2 separate regions of the Aphis gossypii genome follow, and region 1 is linked to region 2. The links are chromatin contacts, called in public Hi-C maps. All regions are on one chromosome and are shown on one strand. The core of a region is the stretch at or near the end of the contact, and the rest is flanking DNA. Distances in the headings are between cores, read along the strand shown.

The links. A called contact is a pair of places that touch in the nucleus more often than the background predicts.
Region 1: a contact with region 2 is called in a Hi-C map of whole body, with 4 times the contacts expected there. The contact joins the promoter of LOC114119279 here to the promoter of LOC114125273 in region 2. A contact is called at or near these places in 2 of 2 Hi-C or Micro-C datasets (both in whole body).

What each region holds. Positions count from the first base shown.
Region 1 is chr2:20,412,026-20,418,231 of ASM2018417v2, reverse strand. LOC114119279 (protein spartin) reads right to left here and starts at 3,424. Exons shown (of 6, transcript XM_027980786.2): 1 at 2,943-3,424; 2 at 2,752-2,882; 3 at 2,358-2,686; 4 at 1,818-2,288; 5 at 1,503-1,755; 6 at 921-1,428. The coding sequence starts at 3,074. The coding sequence ends at 1,269. It overlaps LOC114119278 (pyruvate kinase), which reads left to right. Exons shown (of 3, transcript XM_050200782.1): 3 at 462-751. The coding sequence ends at 589.
Region 2 is chr2:20,249,726-20,255,884 of ASM2018417v2, reverse strand. It overlaps LOC114125273 (transmembrane protein 120 homolog), which reads right to left and starts at 4,206. Exons shown (of 8, transcript XM_027988856.2): 1 at 4,059-4,206; 2 at 2,837-2,955; 3 at 2,601-2,768; 4 at 2,233-2,543; 5 at 1,952-2,175; 6 at 770-880; 7 at 638-705. The coding sequence starts at 4,130. The coding sequence ends at 646. LOC114125274 (coiled-coil-helix-coiled-coil-helix domain-containing protein 2) reads left to right here and starts at 4,701. Exons shown (of 5, transcript XM_027988859.2): 1 at 4,701-4,935; 2 at 5,010-5,125. The coding sequence starts at 5,085. LOC114125272 (obg-like ATPase 1) reads left to right here. Exons shown (of 10, transcript XM_027988855.2): 9 at 1-76; 10 at 151-315. The coding sequence ends at 261.

The sequences.
Region 1 (6,206 bases), core at 2,175-4,674, 160 kb before region 2:
ATGGTCTTATGAGTAAGTTTTATGTGAATTAATGTTTACCCATTGTTCTCTAATAAATTGCCTTGATTTAAAATTGAAATTAAATTTATTTTTATTACGAAGATTAGATTTATCAATTGACCTTAAGTCATTAAATTATTCTACTGAACTTGCAACAAATAATACCATACATCATTTTAATTTCTTACATATATTTTTTAATTTACTTATTTAATAAATTTAACTATCTAAAGATGAGTCATGATTTTTAGTTTTTCCAGCAACTAGCCATGCATTTATATATACATATACATTATACTCAACTGATATATTCAAAATGTTGACTAGTAATGAGCAACACAGGTGTATTCTAGAAATTTATTATTTGAAAAATAATGTATAGTATTGGCTTATGTAGCTATAATGTTATCAATTTGTTGGTTTTTTAGACACTTTGTTATTAAATAATGTAATTTTTTCAGGTATACCATTGCTTATGTATGGTTTATCTGCTGTTTTTTTGATTTCATATAAAGAAATAGTGAAGACACCTAAAGGAGATGTTAATATTTATTTTCTTTTAAAAGAAGACAAAGGTTCAACACATTAAAATATTTTCAAATTTAAATATCGGTAGTATGTTTTAGATGAAACTGAAATAAATTTTGTTACTTTCTAAATTATTTAGTTATTTAATTTAACTATTAAATATAATATGATAACATTGATAAGTAATGTATATAAAATAATAAAAATTATCAAAAAAAAAAAATTACTTGTAATATGATTATCATAAATTCTTTGTAACTTTTAAGTTACAAGATAATTTGAAATTTGGTCTTCCATATTATAAAAGTAATAGTATGTATTTATTAATTATAATATAAAACATTTATTCCTTGGTTTAACTATTGTTACTCAAAAAAAAAAAAAAAAAATGATTTGAAGGAAAAATAAATACAAATTTATTTTATAAAAATATAATACACCAATAACCAACAATAATATCTTTAACAATATAAATCCAGTATAACATTGTTTATAAACTATAAAGTATTAATAATTTAATTCATAGTGTATAATATGCTAATTTGATTAAAATGCAATATATAACCAAGTTTAACCCAAACTTTGTTGTTTAAGATATAACATTAAAAATAACAATTATAATAATATACCTATTAAAATTATCTATTCTTTTTGTAAGAAGTAAACTATATTTGCTATAAAAATGCTTATCACAACAAGGCTTCATACTTATAAGTTAGGCGAAAGTCACGGAAAATATTTTAATCATTATCTGGTACCATCATGGCACGACCAGTTTCTTTAACAGTAGATTTGATGATATTTTTTGGACCAAACTCTTTCACGCTTCTAGTGAATCGTAATCCATGGCCAACTGTTTCAAATGTGTCTTGAGTCACTTCACTAACATGATTGCCGAATCTATCAAATATTTTTTCAAATTATAACATTTCTAACACTTATAATAATATATAATAAATTAACATTTAGCTTACTTATGATGAACTATAAGTACTGTATTGTTTGAAATACTGCTACCCAGAATCATCCCAGATTTTTCAAGTCCATCATAAACTATGCTAAAACCTTCAATGGCACCTGCTGCTATATCAAATACATTTGTCATTTTTTCAGAAGCTTCATTTTTGTCCATATTAGTAACACCTGTCAAGATCTTAGTTCCGCCCTTATGAACATGTGGAGCAAGGAATTTTCCAACAGCACATGATGCTGTACCTATTTTTCCAGCTGAATAAAAACATGTTTATATTGATTTAAATTGAATAACTTGATTTTATTTTATATCTTACCAACAAAGCACGTTACATCAGCAGCAGTAGACGTCACGTTTTTAGCAACTTTAACTCCTTTTTTCATGGAAGTGCAAACATGTGTATCATTTTGAGAAGGGTTAATATAGTTTAATAAACCAGGAGTAGAGTTGTTCATAAAATTTGATGTTTTTTCAGCACCCTTCACTAATCCATTTGATAAAAATGTAGCTCCTTTAACAATGTGAGCTGAAATTTTGTGACCTTTTTCTCTGGCCTCTCCAGACTGTTTTCTCAATGATTTTTTAAGTACACTTTCTAATACATCTGTGAAAAGTTCCAAATGTTCCGGAGGAACTAATACACCAATAGCTGAGTTTCTGTTTTCAATATCAGGAAACACAAATGCCCCATACTCAGTTCGAAGACACGGCGAACTATTGGCAACAAGGGGATAATAAATATCTTCAATACAGAGGAAATACCGTTGTGGGCTCTCTGAATTTGTACCTGAACAAAAAGTATTCTCAAGTAATTATAATTTTTATAAATTTAATTAACATTTAATTATGTAGTTACCTTCGAGCATAAAGATTTTAACATTTGATTTCTCTGATGGCGATGTTACTTGACCATCATCAGCAATGAAAAATACTTGTGAGTTATCACAGCTAACTAATAGGGTTGCCATTGAACTCCGTTCGATGTCGATACGTAAATCATTAAGCATTGCTGATAACTGGTTGTATGAAACTGGAGGTTCTAATGTTTCAGAAGCACATGATTGTTCTTCGTCAGAACGTGTAGCTTCCTGATACGATGGCGGACTTTGAACAGGTCTACAATCTACTGCCATATTCGAACCACTATCCCTTTGCAACTGAAGAATACGGTCTAAAATTTCTTTTCTGAAACAAACATGATGTTATAAAATTATAGTATAATATAAATTAAAATAATAGTGAACACTTACTTTTCCGTTTTTAAATACTGTAGTATGTTTTCAACCTCCGTCCACTCAAGACTTAGGTCGGTCGGACGTGTCAGTGGAACTGAGAAGACATCATCAATAATATTGAGACACTGTTCATACTCCAACAAAGCCTACGAATGTACGATAACAGTAAGTATAGTTCAATAATATTAAAATAATGACGGACTCACCAGATTTGTTTTGCCTTGGGTCTCAAAACTTTTGGCTTCGCGCAGAGTAGCAAAAAACTTGTCTGTTGAAGATTTCACACGACTGTACAAGTCGGCAGTATCGCTCTGAATAGTTTGACTGGCCATCGCCATATCTACAAGAATTTAACTGTAAAACGAAGCACAAAACAAAATTCAAAAAAATCGACGTCGAATGCGACTAAAAATGAATAATGTAAATTTGCGGTAAATAATATTCAAGACGACTGTGTTTTCCGACTGACGATGAGAAATGAAAGTAGAGTTATTTCAGCAGATCAAATAAATATTGTGAAATGTTTCTTTATGATTCAGTCAGCGTTCTTTGACCTCGCTCGGACGAAAAACGCTGAAAATCGAAATTTTTAAATGTTCGCTCCAATCAGTGATAAGTGATAACGCGACTAGCGTCTGAACACTCGTAAAACATTGAACGGTGGACGCTCATAGTTGTGACTCACAACTTGTGAGTTACTATTAATAATAAAATCAATGTTTTGTGTTGTTATTATTTTTGTTGCATGACTCGTCATCCACGACGTCATTTTTGCACTTTGACACTTTCGTATAGTACCAAAATACAAAAACGTTTCATCGTTAAAACTGCTAATTATTAATTATTATGTACGTTCAATTTTATATTCACGGTCATACATTTTACAGTGTAATAACTTCATAGAACCATATTATGTTATGTGTAATTAGTAATATTAATCAGACTATCAGAGAAATCTATTTTAAATTTTTATATAGTGATGAAACTAGAATTTTGTTTATGGGGGATGGTGGCAATATTTTTTAAAACAATATTATAAATCAATAAATTGGTTATTAACGATAAGTGTAAGTACATAATACTAACTAAAATGATTAAAATTGTATAGATAGTTGTAACTCATTGTAAGATGTTTAGTATAAAATTAAAAATATTTGTACATTGTACATAAAAAAAAATTGTATTCATCTAAAACCTACAAGTATCAGGTAAACAGTATAATAATGATATTATAAACACACAGAATGTATCGTAAACAAATCTATTGCGTCTTCTCGTTTTGCATTAATTTCACAATGAATATTTAATAATGTTAATTTAAATTATCATCTCCCATGGCCGTTCTCAAATACGAATTTATTAATTTTCAACAAGAAAATAGGTTATAAATTAAAATAGGTTTAGCCGTATAGGTATTAAAAATTGGCATGGTTTATTGATAGTTAAAATTAGGGCTTGGTAAATTCCAACTTATAAAAGGGAAAATAAATGGTTACATTGATTTAATGGTAAGTTACAACATGAACGAAAATACACACATAATAATATGATTATGTAAGTCCTAAAAACATTCATAATATAGGTACATAATCAAATATTCAATATTCATACATACCTATACGGCTATACACCTAAATTATTTATAAAATATAAGTTGTGGGATTTTTTCTCTTCTTGTCCGGTGTCTATTTCTCAACATTGTCTACGTACGATCATCATTAGTTTTTAATTTTTATCTGACAAGCACACATTTTCTGGTTAATAACAATACTATCTACGCCGTATTTGCGCGATCACTGGCAACCGAACGTACAGACCACGTCACGCTCGAATCGGTCGTCGTCGCGCGCCGCGGCCGGCGACGATACCTCATGGGATCCTGGTACCAAAAAATCGAATCTTTGACGTCCGTTGAATAACGTGGTTTGTAGTCGTTGTACTATTGGTTGCCTATTCAAAACGTACCGTTATAAAATATGTATTAATTTTTTGGACATTATTCGTTCATAAGACCATAATGGCGTAATATAACATTTTAAAATATATCAATTATCAACTAGTAAAGAATTAATTTGATAAACCATACGTAAAACTATAGTAATTACTGAATGTCGCACAAGTAGTCTAGTTAACTGTACACGTTTTTCAGAGAGATCAAAAACGTATAAAATAAACTCAAACGCTTTTTGATTTTATCCAGTATCATTTGTCTACAGTTATTGCCTATAATATGACTCAAGTCTTGAATATTTAAAAACAAAAGTTTTTCGTAAAATTTTCTAATTTAACTTAGGAATATGAGGGAAAAATATCAGAAAAATCATATTTTTTTACATATGAACAATTTATTTCTCGAACAACAATAAAAGTTTTATTCTTATTACACGTTCCGACATCAACGTATTATATTATTAATTTATCATTGTACTAATTTTTAAATGGTTTCTTTTGATCAGTTTCACACACAATATATATGTCTCGGGCCACGATTGCTACACGATCATTACTCACAACGAATGATGGGTATTCCGACTTCCGTCGAACAATAATGGATTTATTTGAAGGAAAAAAAATGCTGATTTGTTATATATTTTATTCACTAAATAGTGGTCGATGGTCTTAATCGACTTAATCGTACTATCCAAAGACAAAAGAATAAACATCGTAGTAAATCACACAAGTCGGAGTGGTATTTACAAAATTATCAAATAAAGTAGGTACATAAATTGTATTCGGCAGTGGCAGTAGCAGTAGCGATTCGAGTGTGCTGGAGCAGGCATTGGACATTTAACTCATGCAGACAAAATAAATAGGTTTGATGAAAAAAAAAAAAAATTGAATTTCGTTTAGTCAAGCGCATACGAGGGCATGGACGTCTTCCGTGTCTTTTGATCAACTTATAATAATTTAACAATATCATAGTATATAATATCAACAATCAATTAAATTTGGCAGTGTAAGACTATATACTACCTTCTTTTCATCGATATTGTGTATCATTAAATCGTGATCATGTTTATTTATTTTGTCGTGATTGACGGACGTGGTATAATGCTGTACGATAAATAGCTCGAGAATTCGGTTGAAGAATAAGTCATATAAGGGAACTCTTCGATACCGATCAATCGTATTATTGCGTAATGTTATCGCGTAACCTTGACTTATGCGATTATATAGATATTTCAATGCTATAACTCTTTAGTTTGTCTGTATTATAGTTATTACGATACTTGCCAGTTGCAGTAATCCACATTGTAGTAGATTGAACACAAATAAATTTTAAAAACTATTCTCTTACTTAAGGTTCTATCATACAGTCATATTATCGTCATTTTTAAATTTTTTTATTTATAACCCTCTGTAGCGCGGGGCATCCAAAGTTCATGCTGGGGCTTTGGGCGGATGTTCTATCTACGCACCGTCCATCCGCAACGATGCTGTGGCTGAATTGTAAAAAAATCTGTCAACCA
Region 2 (6,159 bases), core at 2,957-5,456:
TGAAAAAGGATTCATTATGGCTGAAGTAATGAAATTTGAAGATTTCAAGAATGAAGGTTCTGAAGCTGCTTGCAAAGTAATTAATAAAATATATTTATACCTAAATATAGGTTCTAACATTTAAGTACAATATTATATTAAAAATTTCAGGCTGCAGGAAAATACAGACAACAAGGTCGAAATTACGTTGTTGAAGATGGAGATATTATATTCTTCAAATTTAATGCTGGAGCCGGTTTGAAAGATGCCAAAAAGAAATAAAATGTTAAGTTTTTTCTAACATTTAAATCAATAAACAATATAATTTTCTGATAATGAGATAACTTGTTCTTGTTATTATACTTAAAACTAAATATGTTTTCGTTTGCATCAAAAAATATCTTCTATTATAATGTAATGAATAAAAATGTACTTGGTAAATAGATCTTTAATAATGCTTTAAATATAAAATTAAATTGGTATATTAAAACAAATACATAACATAATAACGTGTGATGGTGTATTAAATAAAAAAAATTCTAAATGTAACACCATGTATTCCTAAAAATAATTTATTTATTAATAATAATAATTTTAATAACATGACTATTAGAAAAAAAAGGACTAAGAAAACATTAATTTAAATTATTATTCTTACTTAATTTTTCAGTCACTTTTTTTGGGGTCAGCTCCAAGTCGATTGCCAGACATTTTTCTAGTATACGTCTATAAATAATAGTTAAATTTTATCATACATGAACTATATTAGTCTAAAATAATATAATAATACCTTAATAATTCGTCTTATTTTTACTTCTTTTAGTTTTTCTGGAATGACCATTGAAGTAGTAACCGCGTTTCCCAAGAACAATATAAAAAAACATCCTGACAAAACAGGAACCTAAAATGTAAATAACATGATTATTTATTAGGTTATGTTTGATATTTTAGTAAGTAGACAATAAATTGTCTTTATCATAAAACATTAATAGGATTAAAACAATATGTAAATCAAAAGCTGAACTTATTGTTCTAACTACTAGGTATCTTTATTTTATATTTTAAACAAATAAAAGTCATAATGTTGACTCTGAAGTTATATCACTAAAACGCTACATGTAAAACTGATATACATTATCAAGATATGCAATTTAGCACCAACTATTAAGAAGAATGCAAAACAAAATATTTTTTATGAATATCTATAACTTTTATGTCCATATTTTATTTTAAAATTCATATAATATATATATATATATAATATATATACACATATTTTTAGAATTAAAAAGTAGATGCTCACTGGACTAGATATTTAATAAGTTTTCAATAATTACAATTCTATTTTAGACATAATTGGTAAGCAAGAGTGCAAGTTTATATAAAAGAATCAACAGAATGTGATTTATTCTAATTTTTAAACAAAAAATACAAGGAGTTAAAATTTTAAAATTGTACTTAAAACAGTAAATATGCTAGGTTACATATTATATACTACAAAAGATATAAAAAACAAAAATTGTTTGTTTGTTTGTTTTTTTTTTTTTTTGATCTAAGACAAACAAATAATTAACTTTAAACAATGATCATAACTGATAATTAAAAAGCGCAATAAATGTAAAATTTGTTAATATAATAATACTAAAGTAAAAACAGTAAATAACTAATATAACCTATACTTGTATTAACATCTAAACAAATATTTAAAGAAAAATTAATCTTATGTTAACTGTTTAATTATCACTATTATGTATGGTCAAAAAATAAATATCAATATTATGAAATACTTAGCATTTGCAGTACATAAGCTAAAATGTATTTATTTTTAATTTGGTGTTTAAAATGTATTGATTAAAGGAATAATGTTTTAGTTTTATATAATTTAGGTGGACATAATGAATAAATTAACATTAAGAATTTAACGAGACATTATAAGATGAATATAAAATGTTATTTAGTTATATTTACTGACCTGCCAAGTGGCATCTGGATGATAACACAACTTATATAATGTATATGCGTTGTACAGTTGAAAAATGTATCCTAAATATAGGAATGGTAGTAGAAAGCTAAGACCACGCCACATCCAAGAATGGAAACCTTCAATGGTAATATCCATATTGTGACGTTCACCTAATGCTTTTAGTCTATATAGAACCCCTTGTTGGTATATAAATTGGAATGATTGAACTACACCTGGAAATACATTAAAATTAGAAATTATTAAAAATTAAATTAAAATATATAACTTACTAATAAGTACATTAAAAAGCATGAATTGTGGCCTAAATATGTACCACGTTTCGGAATTTGGCCAAACAAGTAGTACGGCTGAAGCCACAGTAGATATAAAATGATGAAGTCGCCACCATCCTTTGATTTTTGACCCATTTACTTTCAATATGCTTTCGCGTATTGTCAGTGTACAATAATACCAAACCAAAAGAAACAAAAAAGTTAGTTCGAGTGCACGTCTTTTGGTCACCAAATTCAATAAAGATAAAAAGAAACCAATAATGCTAAGAACCAGTTTGAATTTTTCATATTCATCTTTATAACGAAACCTGTAATAAATTTTATTATCAAATTATGATTGATATTTTCTAATGAATTATTCGCACTTGTCTTCTTTATTCAAAATTGATACATTTACATTGCCCAAAATAATTTTCAAGTATGATCCATTGGGCTTTGGGAGTGATTGTTCAATATCTGACAGTTGTTGGCGGCGGTGGTTAATATCTTTCCAAAGTCGTTGTACAATGTCTTGACGTTCATCTTTTTCAAAACTAAACAAAGATAACCCTGAATAAATTAGACTAAAATTTTCAAAATGGCAAGATTTAATTACAATTACTTTTTAAGAGATTTGGCAATAAAATTTAATCGATATTTTTGGTGACTGACTTGTTTCATACACTGACCTTGAAGATCACTAACCTCCTCTACCTTGGCTAAATATTCTTTATTGGCATTCTAAAAATAAAAATATATAATTATTATATAATATTTTACAGTATTAATAGGTACACAGGTTTTTATTTACTAATTAATATTCATAACAAGCAACCTATACTAAAATCATTATTTTTTTATAAATAATGATGATCAAATACATTATAATACATTACAATTTAGAAGGATCTAAAGTTTTAAAATCATATATCATTGTAAAATTGACAATTGATGGTTATACATTAAGGCTAGGATCACACAATGCGTTTTGTCGGTGCGACCACAACATGTTATGGTTGTGTACCGACAGTTTTATACAATTCCGCAATTCAGTCAAGTCTGGCCCTGATAATGTGTTTTATATTTAAACCTATTTTATTTTAATGTGTTGCGGTTCGGCTCCGGTTGGTCGGCAACCGACAAAATGCATAGTGTAATCCTAGCCTAAAACTAATAAAATGAAATTAAACAAAATGTACTTAAAAAAATAAAAAAAAATTGATTAAATAGAAATTATTATGAAATGATATGATTAATCTAAAGGTCGTGAATATATATAATAAATAATAATAAAAGCAATATAGTTTTCAACATTATTTTTGATACATTATCGGATTTAATCACTTGATCTAGAATATATAAGTGTATTTAGTTAAATTAGGAATCATCTATAAATATTTAACAGTTCCAAAAAACATCAAAGTATGACTCATAGTCAGTTTATTTAATTTCAATAGGTCATTAAATCATAAATCTTATTTTCATGCAATTCAGCTATAATATAATATCGAGTATAATATATACCTATTAATTACAATAACAATTGAGTCAACAATTTAAATATGATTTAATCTGGAAAATTTTTATTTAAACCTATCCATAATAGGTACATTATAGGAAAAGGTATTAAAAAGTCTAGGAGACTGTTGATTAACATAATTCAAAGTCAAACTACAATTTTAATGTTTGAGCTTGGGGGTGAAATAAAAACCTGGCAACTATGGAAAAACGTAAAAGGATAGGTAGGAATGGTAATAGTATTGTGGCACACACGATTTTAAATAGGTGATCATGATCGTCGTCAAAGTGCAAAGCGAAAACAAAAGTATAATATCACGACATACCTCGAGAGTCTTGTATTCACCAGCTATCGACTCCCAGTTTTCGACGCACTCGTCTAGGTTGGCGCACTCCATCGCAGTGCGTATTGTGGTCTAGCCGTCGTCACGTCTCGGGGCGGGTCAAAGATTACGGCGCAACAACAGTCCAAGGTTAAAATGCGTCTGTTGCTACACTCAACAGCGGCGGCGGAGTTCGCGGCCCGATTGAGGAGGACGGCGCTCGTTATTGGTGCGATCGCGCAGAGGCGGCATTTTTTCAGCAGACCGACCGCGTCATCGTTTGGTTTCGGCCGTAGGTTTATCTCGAGTAGACGGCGCACGTGCTCGACGGATGGCTGGCAACTGGACCTGTTCCGAGCTAGGTATATTGATGATGCGACGAGTTTTCGTCGGACCAAAAACGACTGACTGCCGACCTCAGGGAAAACAGCAACTCGACGATGAAAGCGGTGGAAATGTAGCGGTGGACGTGTAGTCGAGAGAGCGGAAAACTTTAAAAAGCTCGGTGCTATAATCTTGATCCGCGAAAGTCGTCGTCGGTGACTGATAACTGATAAGAGACGTAAGTTGATAACGAACGAGCGCGCCTTTTACAAACCGTTATGCCGTAGTCAAAGACGTTTCGAACGTCACTCGCTACCACTGTTCGCCGTAGATACCCGCCTATCCCCACCAAAAACGATGACAACATAGTGTTGGAGAACCTTCTAGAAAAAAAAAGGTTTCGCAATCTCACTACGACTTCACAGCTGTTTTCCCCCACCAATATCAATAATTAACTTTTTATTATAGTCCACACATTGTAACTCAACAGCGGTACGGTCTACGCTTTTACATAACCAAAATTGAAAACTTCTGAGAGAGACAGCAAGTGATTCGAGTGAGTACTAATGTACTATATTACTGCAGTATTGCACCTTTTCACGCCATAACGCTAATATTTATTGTCTACAGATTCCTTCAATCAAGCCGTGAAGTCGTATTTTATTTGTGAAATTTATTTAATTTTTGTGTAAACCTAACTACAAAATGGCCAGACGTGGACGTTCTCCGTCGCCTGCACCCAGAAGGTAAGTCCTGCGCATACGATTCTTTTTATCGGACTCCCCGCCGGCAAGGTTATGCAAAATATTATAGTAATAACTAATATGTATGTACCTAGTGTAGATACGTGATATCGATGATTGATTTATAAAACGGTTCCGTTAAATGCTTTAGTGGTTTGATTTGTTTCAAATTCAACCTTTTGATAAACGTGGTACTTTAAAACTAGTCTATAGAACACATGACTTTAAATTAATTTTTTTTTTTTTTTAATTAATATATCAAGTGCCCTTGGAATGTAACTATTTACCTATAAAATTATCAAATCAACAAAACAAATACTAAAATATGTAAATTATTCAATGATAAAAATGCAAAATGACACATTAAATTTTATTAAATGTATATTATTCAAACCTAATCAATAATGATGTACCTATATTAACAGTTATTTATAACTTAAAAAATTATGGAAAATAATTAATTGGTATATTAACATGGAATTTAAATGCAAAACTTGATAACTATTATAGTTGAATTTCTATGAAACTGCAGTATAATATATCGCATTGTCCATCAACGTCTATTTAGAGAAAAAGCAAAGAGTGATTGGTATCGTCTTAAATTCTTATCTATGTTTCTAAAATTATGATTATATTAAATAACTAATATAATAGGTATCTATATCTATATATATTATATATAGATAAAAGACCCTAAAATAATTTTTATTTTTTATAATAAAAATGTTAAAGGTAAATAGATGTATAAAATTATTAAATAGGTAATGTAATTACGTTAATAATTTATAGAAACAGTTATGATTTTCATTTAAGTTTGTTAAAAACTCATAAAATGATTAATTTGATTACCATGAAAACTTAATTCATTGTCTGTGTTAATGCGTGGGCACATAATTATACCTTTTTAATTTTTATATAATACATGTATCAATTATCAAATTAATTAATCAAATAATACTTCTTGTATTAATTGTAATTTTAAATTTGTAACCAATTAGTTACAATTAAAACTTGTTCGTTTCTATTCATATTTTGTT